Linked DNA regions of Danio rerio: region 2 is linked to region 1. A link is a contact called in public HiCAR-type data. All regions are on one chromosome and are shown on one strand. The core of a region is the stretch at or near the end of the contact, and the rest is flanking DNA. Distances in the headings are between cores, read along the strand shown.

Evidence for each region. HiCAR-type assays count read pairs that join an accessible place to other places.
Region 2: a HiCAR-type map of caudal fin shows a contact between it and region 1, with 4 times the contacts expected there. The contact joins the promoter of si:ch211-212o1.2 here to the promoter of znf423 in region 1. A contact is called at or near these places in 3 of 18 Hi-C or Micro-C datasets (caudal fin, hematopoietic stem cells and an unstated tissue) and 1 of 4 datasets of contacts at active chromatin or transcription factors (caudal fin).

What each region holds. Positions count from the first base shown.
Region 1 is chr18:19,165,893-19,173,544 of GRCz12tu, forward strand. It overlaps znf423 (zinc finger protein 423), which reads left to right and starts at 5,819. Exons shown (of 8, transcript NM_001080030.1): 1 at 5,819-6,020. The coding sequence starts at 5,981. It overlaps LOC101885646 (a long non-coding RNA gene), which reads right to left and starts at 6,063. Exons shown (of 2, transcript XR_222491.6): 1 at 4,639-6,063; 2 at 654-4,468.
Region 2 is chr18:19,382,403-19,390,015 of GRCz12tu, forward strand. si:ch211-212o1.2 reads left to right here and starts at 3,661. Exons shown (of 6, transcript NM_001080164.1): 1 at 3,661-3,936. The coding sequence starts at 3,777.

The DNA of each region.
Region 1 (7,652 bases), core at 4,569-7,068:
GGCAGGTTAGGGTAGTTAGGCAACTTATAGTATAACAGTGGTTTGTTCTGTAGACTATCAAACAAAAATAAAGGCTAAAGGGGCAAATAATTGTGACCTTAAAATGGTTTTAAAAAATATAAAAACTGCTTTTATTCTAGCCGAAATGAAACAAGACTTTCTCCAGAAGAAAAAATATTGTCAGACATACTGTGAAAGTTTCCTTGCTCTGTTAAACGTCATATGGGCCATATTTAAAAAAAGATGGAAATTCAAAGGGGGCCTAATAATTCTTTATATATTGTGCTCAGCATATATAAGTACAAGGAATATTTATATCCATTTCTCAGTGAATATAGGCTATGTATTTTGGTGCATTTAAACAAAACAGATTTATTAAACAGATACATTTATTAAAATAATAATTTAGTCACTAAACATATTTAGAAGTTGAAAGACAATACAATTCAATTCAAGCAAAGTATTGCAAAACAATTTCAACCTACAAAATTTAAACTAAATTTTTTAAATTGTTTGCTTCTCTTGATTTTTCCTCTTAAAATTTGTATTTAACATTTTTCTATAACATATAAATTTGGGTGTACTAGTTTTTGGACTGTTATCGTAAGTTAAATGGTTAAATAAGCTCCAGATTTGGCTTCAGTACTGACTAATCTAGTGTATATGCACAAATATAATATTGTATAGCATCTGTTAAAAATATGAATTTAAAAGATACATTTGTGAGGGGTGTACTTATATATGCTGAGCAAAATATGTATATGTATATTAATTTCATATTTTTAATTTAAATTAGCAGCTTGCACCATGTACTTGCGACATTAGCAACACGTGTGCTATGATGAGGGAAAAGGTTAGGGGCTGACTCCAGACAGTGCAAAATACAACCTACTTCAAAAACAAAACAATATGCTATTAGCAATATTGACAATAATTCATAAAAGACTATAAATACATGAAAGACAATAGATGCGTTAAGAAAAACACACATGTAGTAGGCACAGATTGACAAGTACACAGTCAAAAAGGTGTACACATAGTTTGACTGTTGTTGGAAAATTGTTGTAGGCAATATTGTTAGTAAGGATTTGGTTAAAGTGCAGTGCATGTTACATCTTGATGGTATGCAGTGAGGGGTATGGAAAGAGTTTGCGTGAGGTGTGTTAAGTTAAGTGTTCATCAGTCTGTGTAATGTATCAAATATTTAGCTGTTTACATATTACTTCACACTCTTTCGCTATTAAAAACTAAAGGCTTGAGCTGTAGTTCATGTTTGGTTTCTGTGGATTGCAAAGGTCTGCATTTGAGTTGATTGACCATTTCAGTTTTTTTGACAAAACTTTTTAAACTGGGTCATTCTAACAACAATCTGACTCAAATATTGAGACAGGCAATTTTGCATTATTAATAATCAGACTAGTATCAACAAAAATACTGAGACCTGCTATTTCTCAAACTTAATTTATGTTGGTCTTGGTGAAAGCTCAGCCTTCTTTGTTTTGATTGGCCATTTCAGTAGTTTTAATATTGATAAGGGCTGCAAGATCGACAGAACGTATATTTAAAAGTTGGTCATTCTAAGGATGGACCGAGTATCATCAGCATCAAATATTTGGGAGGGTGGCCCCCCAAAAACGTATATGCCGTTTACGCTTTAATCCTTTGGCTGTTTATTTAAAAGGCAAAATAACTGTTCATTTTTAGTTTCAAGTGTACATTTCGCACACCATTCCTCTATCAAACCATCTTGGGAGGGATTTGATGTGGGGGGAAAATGCAGGAAAACATAATTTCTCTTCCCGTCTATTTTCCTGAAAGCACATTTGTCTCTCTCCTAGTTTCCCTAATTCTCCAGACATGTTCCAAACATTCTTTTTCCCCCCTCTCCCTCCCCAAAGTTGGCTTCCTCTGCCCTCGTTCCTAGGCATCAGCTGAAGACCCAGCAAGGCCCCCATACACAATGAGCTTTAATTGGGTTAAGTTTGTCCGCCACAGATAACATTTCTCTTTCTGTGGAGAATAAAACAAATTGCTGGCACTAATGGCACTGTTTAATGTAGCTCTTTTTATTATGGATGGAGGAAATTAGGAGGAGACTCCCAACAGAGAGCTGATGTCGTGGGAGTGAGTGCATTGTTGCAGCTCATCAGAAAAGCGTTTTTGCTGGAGCGCCGGCCTCCTCGCCGCAAATGCTCATCTCTCTCGCTAAGCCCTTTCATGTGGCCTTTTGAAAACAAGTCGGCGCACCTACGAATTGGAGCGTTAAACTGTACGGCCTGTGCGAGATCTGACAAGATCAGGTCCTGCGTTTGGCGCCATGTGTCACGAACCTGTTCTCCGTCCGCTGTTTTTTATGCCTTAATGCCCTAAGTCCATAAAGCTGGTGTTTCTTTGTGTAAGTCTGGGGCAAGAGCCAGAGAAATGGGGGCTTGGAGGGGGGCTTGTTATTGAGGTTTTGGCACAAGATGCAGTAAGCCTAAAAGCCTGAAATTTGTTCTGCATTGCTTTCGTTTCTGAAGAGGGTCCCCCTTTTTCAAGTCAGACGTCTCACTGCAGCAGGCTAATGGGACGCGAGGACAGATGCACACCCTGGCATTTAACACGCCAACACCTGAGAGTGTTTGGAAGACAATCAGCAGTAAAACTGTAATGTTCAATCTGGATTTTTATGGTGGCTAATCAGGACTGATGAAGTAGAGGGTACATTAAAGTGCAGCCGAGCGGTCAGCCCCAATCTGCGTTCCTGCTCTCCACCTCTCCCTTGTGTGCCCGTGTGCACTCGGCATCAGCACGGCTGTCTGGGTCCGGGGTCAGTGTAACAAACAAAACGTGCTGTTTTAAGCGCCGCGCTGTCCTTATATGGACAATTAGTGCTGTACGCCGGCATATTTTAGCAATCCTATATTTTGCTGATATACACGTTGAGACAATTAAAAGCTCCTGGCAGTGCTTTTTTTGCTTTCATAATAGATTCTATCAGGTCAGGTCACTGTAGCTCAGTCCCGAACGTATCCGAATCAAATAAAGTTCTTCATTTTTTGGCTCACCTTCAGATCCATTAGCTTTGGACGCATTCGTATTTGTAGGGATTGACAGAAATGACATGACAAGCATGTGCCTTTCCTGTACTTTGTTAACGAGACAAAAGAGTGTTGGCTTTGCAGTATTTAAATCAGTTATGTCTAATTATTTCATACAAAAATAGCCTATCTAGGGCAAAGCCAATGAGATGTAACATTGTCTGTGGAGGGGGGACCTGGAGGAGTTGGCGTGAGTTCAGCTGAACAGAACAGAACAGAGAGAATACGCTGTAGGCAACATAAATATAACATGAACTCTCCAGGCTTGTGACAGTACAATGGGGGAGTGTTTAAGGGTGTTTTCTGGGGCCGCACTGTCCAATGGATGATGGTCGCATAAGAATAGCAGCATACCTAGGTACGCTGAGAGAGGAGACGGATGAGAGAAAGGACAAAACGCTGTTGAGTTATTGCTAAATTTTGAATAATTGTTGCATGAATAATGTAAGGGCATCAATCTACTGCCATCCCTGCTGCGTGGAGGGAAATACTAGCCAAAAGTGAGACCATTTGAGTTCAGTTAGCAGTGAAATGAAGTGTTGCAAATGCCTTCATTACTTATTTTGCGTCCGACGTAGGATTTTGTTCCTTCTTTGAATGTCCAATATTTTTCAAATGGGATCCAAACAAAAAAAAAAAAGAAAAGATTATAATACTAATAAAAATGTTTTGCCACTCATTAAAATCATCCTAAAATAGCAACGGCGTTTATTCCAAACAGGACCACCGCTTTTGTCGTTCACACCTCTTTTTCTCCAGCGTCTTAATTAATTTCATCCACATGTCTTGTAAGTCTTATTCTGAACTGTTCATTGTGGTGCAAGAAAAATGCAAATCCGTAAAAAGATGACAGAGGGTGTAATCGTGTGCTATGTGATTTCACAATGCCACTCTTTCAAACCATTCATGTCTCGGCTGTCCTTGACCCTTAAGGAGCTTGTAATGTGGGCTATTTTCCTCCTTTGAATTTATCCAAGAAAAAGGGACCACTGCGGTGAGCTTTCGCCCCTTCGTGCCAGCGGCCTCTCTCTCTGGGACACCAGAAGCACATTTAAAAGCGGTCTCCAGGCGTGCGCTCAGACGAGACAAGAGGGGCCCCGGTCCTCTGCGGGGGGTCAATTTTAAAGGCCGCTCCGTGGCTCCACAGGGCGCCTGGCTCAATCTGCAGGACATCCCACTGACCGAGACAGGGTGCCCACCATGTTATCCATGACAACGGCTGAGCAGCTCCGGCGCACCGCATGTGATTTTGACCATTTCTTAGGTTGATTTTTGCACAAATGATCTTCTTTCTGCAATTGCACTTCAGCAGCACATGCAAACGGCCAGACAGACGCTGTGGGGATTGAAAATACTGTCGAAAAGGCCTAACACTGCCAAAAGGAATCCTAGAAAAAGGGTTTAAATGAAGTTTAGTTAAAACGTATCCCAAAATAACTAAAACAACACATCTGACTGACTCCATAAAAAAAAGATGCAGATTAAACATGCATTTAATGTTGACACAAATAAACAAACACTGACACAATATATGCACTCAGAAATCTATCATACTCACCCTCTTGTTTTAAATCAGAATGAGTTTCTTTAGTCTCATTCACTTACACACAAAAAATGTAATAAAGTGAATGGTGGCGGAGGCTGTCAGGGCTTAACAAACTGCCTAATATCTCCTTTTGTGTTGAGCAAAAGAAAGAAAGTCAAAAAGGGCTTGGGAGAACGTGAGGTTGAGTAAATGATGACATTGTTTATGTTTTCGGCTGAGCCCAACTATTCCTTTAAATCTAAAACTGTTCGTTTTAAACGCAGGTTAACGCATTACAAAGACGACGTAGGAATGTTAAATGTTCAAAATAACCAAAATGTCATGGTATCCAATCGACAGTTAAACGCTGGAGTGAACCCGAGACGATGGCATCGGTACAAGGAGCGCAAAAAGCGAATCCAGTCCGTCTTTTTTCTTGCACGCTGCAGAGTTTCCTCGAAGCTCCGTGTTTTGGCCCCGATCCGTGCTCCAAGTTAAGCTGTAGTTTCCATGGCTGACCATGGTTTGGTGCTGTTGGCTCTCTCTGTCTGCTCAACCCAGGCTGTGCGGAGCTCCCTGCGGGATCAGAGCGCTCCCCCGCCGGGACCCTACTCTCACATCCTCCTGCTGGGACACGGCTACATTTCCAGCCAAGCCTGGCTTTATTATGTGTGTCTGCGCTGCAGCCCCGCCAGCAGTCGGATCGGGAGGCGGAGGGAAGACCAGAGTCAGGACAAAGAAAAAGGGAGAGAGAGGCTAGCGACTAGAAATATTTACGGCTTTTAGGACGATAAACAACAAGAAGAAGAAAATCCCCTCAGGTAAAATGCTGCGTAAAATGCCATTGAGAGTGGCACCTTCGGAAAAATAACAGCGAAGGAGGGTGGTTCGGCGGATCTCAACGAAAAGAGACAGTTGCGACAACTGCAAAAAGGAGGACAAACATAGCGAATCAATTCCGAAACACCGTCGAAGTGGCTTCTCCACATTATCGGCAAGTATTGGCACCTCTCGCTACTGATCAGGTGTAATTTGGGCACGCTCCGCTTCTCGAAACTCTGAGCGCGCGTGCCCGCTCCGCCGTCAGCGTCTACCGTTACGGAGGAACAAAAGAGCGTTCGCGCCTCGAGAACGGGGAAAGCCGCAAGTTATTCGTTAAATCTACAGGTTGGAGAAGTTCAATCATTGGAATATCCCTTTCCATTGCCGTACTCTCTCTTCCTTTGCACGCTTCTGGACTAGCGAGACTGAAGTTGCCGCATTGCAACAGGCAAAGTGAAGAAATCTCCCAAGTATCAGCGCGTGACCTGTCAATATTTCTTGGAGAGGACAAGATACCGATTAAAGAAAGTAAAATATTGCTCTTAACACGGAGATGTCTAGACGCAAGCAGGCCAAACCGCGCTCCGTTAAAGGTAAGCGTTTTATGTTGCTGTACGAGAGGGAACAGAACAACTCACATGACCAATGAGATTTCCTGGGTAAAACTGGCGGGGATTGTGAAAATTCATCGTTTTACGGGTTTGCTTTCAATAGTGACACCATGTTTAGAAACTTTAGGCATGCTTTTCGATAATTATCAAATTAAGCTCTTTCATTTTGATGCCAGGTGCCAGCAGGTCTTGTGTTTGGGAGGACAAGTTACCTCATATAAGCTGAAGCAAGGAGCTATACCTAAAAAATACATGTAAATAGGTTAGTTATTAATAATAGGTGTAATATGTTTTTAAAAAGCCCAATTTCTAATAAATTATATTTACATTTTATAATTAAACTTAATAGTTATCATAATCACGTCATTATTAATATTATACGATATACTACATTTAAATGTAAACTTTATTTATTTAAAATAAAAAAAATTAACTATATTATTTTTATTGATATTTTAACCTTATTTTTAATAGAATAACCTTTTAATTAGGTATATTCCTACATCACTCATTTTATACACCTCTCAGTCTGTTGTAGTGTAAGTGAAATTTGATTCTCTGCAGACCTCAGATTGCAGTTTTCCCCCCCTCTTTGCTGTTTATTGTCTTGAATTTATTCCCGGTTGTGACTTTGACATGTCAGAATCAGTCACACACAGTCCCATCTCATTCATGCCCCTCCTACAAGACTCAACACTTTCAGGCAGGTGAATTTAGGAGCAATAAGGCCTGCTGCTATTTCAGCTTGTCCATCAGCAGATATTGTGCTGCTGGTCGAGATATCACTTGGCACCGTCACCCCAATAGAAACCAGATGGGCTTTCGGGTGGCCATGTGGCCCATATTAGTACCCCCTCCCCCAAATAATAACCAGTTTTTTGTTTTAATTAACGGCCGCAATCTGCAGAGGTTCATCAAGGGAGAAACAAAAACGGTCATAAGTTTACATAGAGTGTAAGTGGATAATATTCATGGTGGATGAAGTGAAAATACACTCATAGACATTTAACACTGACAGAGCCTGCTGGGTGCAGATCAATCCTAAACAATGTTGTTGAGTTGTTTTGCAGAAAAGTGCAGGCTGTTGACCCTGTAATCAATAATGTAATATTTATTTTTTCACATGCGCAGAGTGATTATTGTAATATGCATAATCTCCCCCCCCCCGCTAGCATTAACCAATTTTATTTTTGTTTGTTTTGTTTATAAAAGGCACATTTAAAGCAAATGTCTTGTTGTGTTGCAACAAATACTATTGCAGTTTCCTATCGAGTATGCGTTGGCCTGCAGCAGCACAGAGGTTTGGGGGTAAACAGTGATTGTATTGACTCAGCGATGCACATCAATCAGAGGCCAATTAAATATGTAACCAAGGCTCGCTCTGTCCCTATCTCAGCCCAGCACCTTTAGCTTTGATTGGAATGCTTGGAGATTAGAAGGGCACCAACAATATGTCTGAGTGTGGTATGCACAAAAATCACTCATGTTTTTTTATGTTCCGGTGTCTTGTGTATTGGCTCGCTCATCCAGAGGTTAAGCTTGTTTGTCATTAATTTCTGCTTTGATATGTTGCAATCTGCAGGTGTTAGGGATGTAGTAAACATATGCAGGCGC
Region 2 (7,613 bases), core at 2,411-4,910, 210 kb after region 1:
TATTGATCTCAAAGCTCTGATAATATGTTTGTCTATCATGTGTCGTACATTTTGAAGTCTCTTAGTTTTATTTGAAGTTATCCTAAATGAACTAAAAGAGACATATTTCATGACTTGCATATACAGTTGATTGAGACTGATCTCAGAACTCGCTTTAGGACAATTATTGCTGAGCAACAAACTGCATTTTTGCTAATAAACCTGCCAACACCCAAAGCATGGCTGCTTCTGCAAGGTGATAATCTCAAAATTTAAAGCACTACTTGAACATCTTCTAAATCTTCAAACTTAAGTGAAGATAAAAAGTCTCTAACTAACAAGTCTTTCTATTTGCTTTAAACATCTCAGATGACTTTAATTGTCAACATTTCCTTCTCTTAATTTAATTCCATGCATTGCAAAGCATGCTGGGAACTACAATTTCTCTTACCAGGTAGCTGAACCAACACGATTTCTACCTGTTGTCACAACATAAAATGCTTTTATTAACATAATGGTTTACAAATCTAAGGGGACTGAACATGAAACAAAGAAATTTGCCAATGAAGTAACAAGGATTGTGTTGTTGTTGCTCATTTTAAACATGTAGCTTGAACAAGCAGCAGTAATCATTTCTTTGAGTATACACAACACAGAAAAAGTTAAATGAGTGTGGACACAACAGAAAATCTAAATCAAGTCATGTCAAAGTCACATTTTATACATATAAAATATATTTCCCAACAACAAAATTGTGGCTAGTGAAAATGGCGAGTGGCTAGTAAGGTTGGAAATCTACTAGCCACAGTGGCTGGTGATCAAAAAGTTCATGCCAAGCCCTGTTAATCATGAATACAAACAGTGACTGCATTAAGTCAAACGAGTTCAATTTGATTTAAAAATCATGTAAAAATGGCACCGTGTACGGTGGTGCAGTGGGTAGCACTATCACCTCACAGCGAGATGGTCACTGGTTCGAGCCCAGGCTGGGTCAGATGGCATTTCTGTGTGGAGTTTGCATGTTCTCCATGCGTTCGCGTGGGTTAAAAAAAAAAAAAAAAACGGAAAGAAGGAAAATCTGATTGATAGTGTCAACCTAAACAAAGACTACACATTTCCCTCAAAATTTTGTGTTGTGATGTAAATAATGAAAAACTGAGTGCTGATGGCCGGATGATTTAATGTTTGTGACTTGGGGAAATAAGCACAGAAACGTCTATTTAAAGTGGTCTTTCTTCTTTCAGCGGTGCAGTTTCTGCTTTAATTGCATCCATGTGTTTAAGCAGCTGGTTCGGCCGCTGAGTCTCATAACTTGAGCCGGACAGAAGGTCGGTGCTGTTCCCAGAAATCAGCCATCGGAACGCATCGATACACTACGGGCCCCTGAGGGCCTCTGAACCTGTTCGCTTTGGGAAAAGGGGTTCAGCACACCATCTGAGTAACTCCTAAATACTCCAAAATTGGACTTCATGAACCATCCATACTATCTGATCTTATTGAATCTCACCCTTAACTAGGGCTTCAGTTGTTTTAATATTCATGGACCTCACAGTTGTCTCAAACATGTGGATTTTGCAGTGGTTAGCACTGCTACCTCACAGCAAGAAGGTCGCTGGTTTGAACGCATTCATTTTTGCGTGGAGTTTGCATGTTCTCCCCATGTTGGGTTTGATAAAACTAAAACTGGCCGTATGTATGTGTGTGAATGAGTGTGTATGAATGTTTCCCAGTACTGGGTTGCAGCTGGAAGGGCATCTGCTGTGTAAAACGTATGCTGAATAAGTTTTCGGTTCATTCTGCTGTGGTGACCCCTGATGAATAAAGGGAAAAAGTCGAAGGAAATGAATGATTGAATATTAGCAGCCAATGACTATCAAAGTACAAGGTTGTTTACAGTCAATTAAATAGTGCTAATAATGCTTAAAGTCATACTTGAATGTAATTTCAGAGAGAATATTAAAAGTAGAGTGTTAAACAATATAGAGACCTTGTCACAAGTTGCCACTGAAGAATTGTGCGAATATAAAACTAACATCACCTCAATGTGGATTTTAAGGGTAAATGGAGATTTCTACATGAGGCCAAAGAAATGTCTGGCAGAAATAGAATCAGTCACCATTCAGTGAGTTTATTTTCCATGAGATGAAAGTGAACAGTTCTGCCTTGAGTAAATGATGACGTTATGTTTGCATTGGAGGAACTGTTTATACTTCTTAGAGGTAGCATATTTATAGACATGGGGGCGTTCTTGTTGTGTGTTTAATGCGTATGAATCATTGATTCATGTTCTGTATTTGGTGCAGATGAATAGTGTTTCAGTGTTATGTAAATGTAGTGTGTAAAAGGTATAGTCAATTATAAGCAATTGTAAAAATTGTGTTTTGTATTAATTATTATAATATTCGAGATATGTGTTATGTTAGCAAACCAGTTAAACTGTCTGTCATTCCTGAATATTGTCAGTCTTTACAACATCACAAAACACACGATAAAAGAAAAGATTTTCTATAGTACACTAATTAATATATAATTATACCCTACTGAAAAAAAAAGGCTGGTTGGCTGGTTTTAGCTGGTCAACCAGGCTGGTTTTAGAGGGGTTTTGGCCACTTCCAGGCTGGTTTCCAGCCATTTCCAGCCTGGTCTTAGCTGGTCAGGCTGGGAGATGATCAGCCAAAACCAGCTATGTCCAGCTTTAACCAGGCTGGTCAAGCTGGTTTTAGATGGTTTTAGCTGGTCACTTTCCAGCCTGACCAGCTAACACCAGGCTGGAAACCAGCCCGGAAGTGGCCAAAACCCCTCTAAAACCAGCCTGGTTGACCAGCTAAAACCAGCCAACCAGCCTAGGCCAGTTTAAGCAGTTTTTTTTCATCAGATTCAGGGTAATTACATTAAATTTCCATTTTACAGCATTATATAGGATAATGCTTGACAGATTTGTTTCCAAACAACATGTAAGCAACGTGTATGATGTATACAATTAATATGTTTGCGACAGCTTTAAGCTATTTGTGGAGTTTGTTTGAAATATTTATAAATCATTGTCCATGCCTGTGATCGCCGGTACATAATCAAACAGACACTTGAACATGAGATAGCATGATTATCTTATCTATTTCTTATCAACAGGTAGCACAGTAGTCATGTGTACTCGTATAATTTCACTAGAGGCGTTTGTGTCTTATCAGCGTCTCGAGCACTACGATAGACTCGCATGAGATGTTAGGGACCGTTGGTAAAACCCCAGACATGATTCGCTGACATTAAGGGGCGACGCCAGTATAATCCTACAGATTTTGTAATGTACATTTGATTAAACATCAAAAATCGTTTTGTTGATTATGATAATTCTTAGATAAGAGTAGCCGGTGATCAAAATGGCTTTTTCCTCTCACACTATAAACGCGTCTTTTACGACGGTCCCTAAGATCAGAGCACAGCAGCAGGCAGAGGAAAAGTTTTGCGAATATTCACTTTATTCAGGCTGTCGGACAGTTTAAAGAGCTGCTCAGAGTCCCCGCCGGGAGCAATATTATCTATCATTTGCCTCATGAGATGAAACAAGGTAAATAATAATTATCGAGGTATGTTTGTTTATTATAGCGGAGTGGTAGACAGGCAGTTCGTGCGTATTTTAGTTCCGGGTGTGTTTCGCTGAAGTAGGAACCTCAGTGGGTTTACCAAGAAAGGTGTGTCATTCACCGCTAAACCTGAACCCCTGTGTATTAATTACTAAATGCACGATACAGGGTCATTATTAATGCATTTTCTCTGAAAACTGGCCATCATAAGGGACCATGGCGGCGGCGTTACTGTCAGAGACGGAGATCAGGCATCGGTCTATGGCGGAGGAGGATCCGAACGGGAATGAGCACGGGGCGGCCGCGCGCAGCACCGCACCTCGCTGGGGACCACAGCACGCCGGGGCCCGACAGCTCGCCAAGCTGTACTCTCCGGGTAAGACGAGCACGTCAGCTGTCATTACACACATCTGTGTCAATGTGAATGATCCTTCTACTACTGCACACGGCAGCGTCTACGGGCCAGACTAAGGCCAGGAAAGCACACACACACATCCAAAAGTTGCTTGTAGTCTTATGTGTAGAGGTCAGTTTGAGATCAATATCATGTGACAGCTCCATCAACATAATGTATTGAATGTTGGTGATTGTTTAACATTGAGCTGCGTGTATATGACCCCGTTTATGGGTTGCATGTGTTGTGCATGTGCTACTTTGTAAAACTTGTAATTGCAGCTGTCAGGGCAAAGTGTTCAGAATAAGAGGATCATTTTATAACACTTCAAGGAACTCAAGATTTAACGCTTTGTCACTGTCATATTTTTAACACTTTGTCACTGTCATATTTTTCTAATTTTCCATTTTTATTATTATTTTTTAAAAGTTAATGATATATTTAGCAGGAATAGAATCAGTCAATGCATGTATTTCCATTAAGTGAAGGTGGACAGTTCTGCCCTGAGTAAATGATGAGTGGTGTTGCACACTTTATGCTTTCCTGTGCAAAAGTGGTATATTTTTAGATATGGGGGCTGTCATGTTTTGTGTTTAGTACAAATGAATCATAGCTTCCGTGTCTGTATTTGGTGCATATGAGCAATGGCTCTTTTTTCTTAAATGCAAAATTGTACGTTTTGGTGTTATTTTCAAGTTTGTAAAAGTCATGGACATATATAGACGATTCTAGATGATTTTTATTTTAATTTGGAGATATCCCCCAAATTAAAAAAAATGTAATAAAATTGTTGGTTTAATTCTAAGAATCAGTTACTGATATAAAGATGAAATTGTTCTCCGTGAAATATATGAAATGATATTGATAAAACATTACAGTATGGTCCCATCAATAAAATGTTGTTAATGCATTATTTATTTATGAGGAATTCATTTGTTATTTGATATTGATATTTGATATACATGATATTTAATAATCTTTGTAAATGCTGATTTAATAAAAAGAAAATGTTAACTAAACCTCACTGGTAAAGGAAGTACAGATACACTATTAAAATATGAATCCAGCTTTCCCTGAGCAAAAGTAGTACAGTACTTTTATTTTTAAGGATGTAAAATAAAAAAATGGTTATAAAAGTAAAGATTGGCGATGAATCATATATTTATTCCTAAAATCACTGGACAGACTAGATTATTATTATTATTATTATTATTATTATTATTATAACCTTTATTTTACCAGGTAAGTCACATTGAGATTAAAAATCTCTTTTACAAGAGTGTCCTGGCCAAAATTAGGCAGTATACATGTCACATGGGTCTAACAGACAACAAACAATTGACAGTTAACATGAATCACACTGTTCAATCTGTTTCAATTTCTAAATCATTTATTCTCTTTTTTTTATTGAAAGCATTTACTGAAATAAATTCTTTAAACTGCAACTTTGTTTGTAGATTGTTCCTTGCAAAAGGTGCTGCATATTTAAAACCCTTTTTCCCTATCTCAGTCTGCACTTTAGGAACAGACACTAAATAAATATTCTGTGACCAAAGACCATAGCTAAGGGCTTTTTACAAATGTAAATCTGTAGATATGATGAGAGTAAACCCAATATAGATTTTTAAACAAAGATATGCCAATGCTTGAACCTACAAGTAGAAATTAGAACTATATAGAGCAGTGGTTCTCCAACTTTTTTTTATGTAGTACCACCTCAAAAAATTATTGTTTCTCCTAGTACCACCATAATAGGCACTATTGAAATACAGTAGCACACAATGAAACAGCAACAGCACTGCACAGTTGAAAAAATTAGGCAGATTAATTCCTATTACTAATACTATTTATTATTGTCAGCCACTTTAAACATTATAAATAGTTTGAACATTAACACTGTACTCTACTTATGTGTAAAAATAAAATGTTAATATTTACATTAAAATGTGCTTTTAAAAGTTAAAAATAAAAGGTTACTGTTCTTTAAAAGTAAAAAAAAAACTCCTGTACTCAAATGTAAAGTATTAACATATACTGTAGTAGCCTATTCATCAACACCTGGAAATGTTGCCTATACCTCAGAAATGTAGGCGATATGTCTTAATATTCATACATAAATAATTTTTGATAAATTTTGAAATATATGTAGCATGTACATATGACATATTTGATTCCTCCGCGTAACACTGGAAGGAAGCATGCATACCACTAGTGATGCTTGTACCACAGTTTGAGAACCACTGATAAAAAGCATACATTGAGTATGTTTTTATTTTAATACCAACATCTTTTACACACAATTAAAATTAGGATACTCATAAGTCAAGTGTGCAAGAGAGTCAAATAATCTTAAAGAGTACCTATGATGAAAATCATCTTTTGTGAGAAGTTTGGGCAGTACTGTGAGTAGGTATAGTGTTTCCACAGTCATAATCGAGTGATATAAACTCAACAGGTCTTTTTTTAATTTATTTTTAATTAATTAATGTATTTTTTTCAATTTCCTGACATTAAAATAGGATCCAAATCTCTCCCATTTTGAGGCCCACTGCAAGGCGACGTAGGAGTGCGGTTTTCCTGCCCACCAAATTGATTGACAGCCGTGTATTAACATGTCTCCGTATTAACACGTATACTTGTATCAACAAGACATGACGTCAGAAAGCAACTGGGATTAAAAGATCTGTTTATCTCTCTGTGATCATCAATCATCATCAAATGTGATCAAGAACGAGCTTTACAAGTTTAAAATATTTTTAAAACAGTGCATGTTTGCAATGAATTACAGCGATTTTACCGTCTTTACTTTATCACCACAGCCGCATGTCAGTACAATTATAAAAGGAGACGCTTCAATCCTTGTTTGTGGATGTTAAACCAGGTTTATTTTGTAGATGAACATAACGAATATCCATACAGCAGTGGATATTAAAGTGCATCCTGTCACATTTGCGTGCAAAAACAGTGCAATATTAAACAGGTGCGCTGTGTCTTTGCATGTGTGCAAACTTTATGTGTGACTCATCATTGCAGAAAGGCTTGAATTTACTCCACAACAAATACATCAAATAATCATTGGGAAAGTTCCTACTGTATTATTTTCACAAACGTTACTTGAGATCTGCTTCCTTCATGTCTGTCACTGTGCTGTTTATCTGGCGCAGCAGGAGACTGAGACACAGTCTGACAGACATGTGGGAACGGTGGGTGGGGAGAACTATCAATAAAGGCACAGGCCACAAAAACAGCTACATAATGTTCAGAGCAGAAAAGTCTAATATTCTGAAAGGTATAATAAGTAATCTGATGGGTGTTTTGAGCTGAAACTTTGCACATTCTGGAGAAACAAAAGACTCATCTTAAATCTTAAAAAAGGGGTAAAATAGGTGCCCTTTATAATCTGATCACGTATATATTCAATATGAAAATTAATATAGTTTGGACAAAATAAAAGGCTATAATCTCATATAATGCTCTATCTTTCATTTCGTGATGTCACAAAACTCATTGGTAATACTTTTTAACGCAGTTAGAAACATGAAATATCTTGCATTTTATTTAGCAATATTTAATTTTATATATCAGACATTTTTTAGAAAGTGTTTATATACTTTATTATTGTTTTAATATTTTTAAGTTTAGTCAAACATCTAAATAAA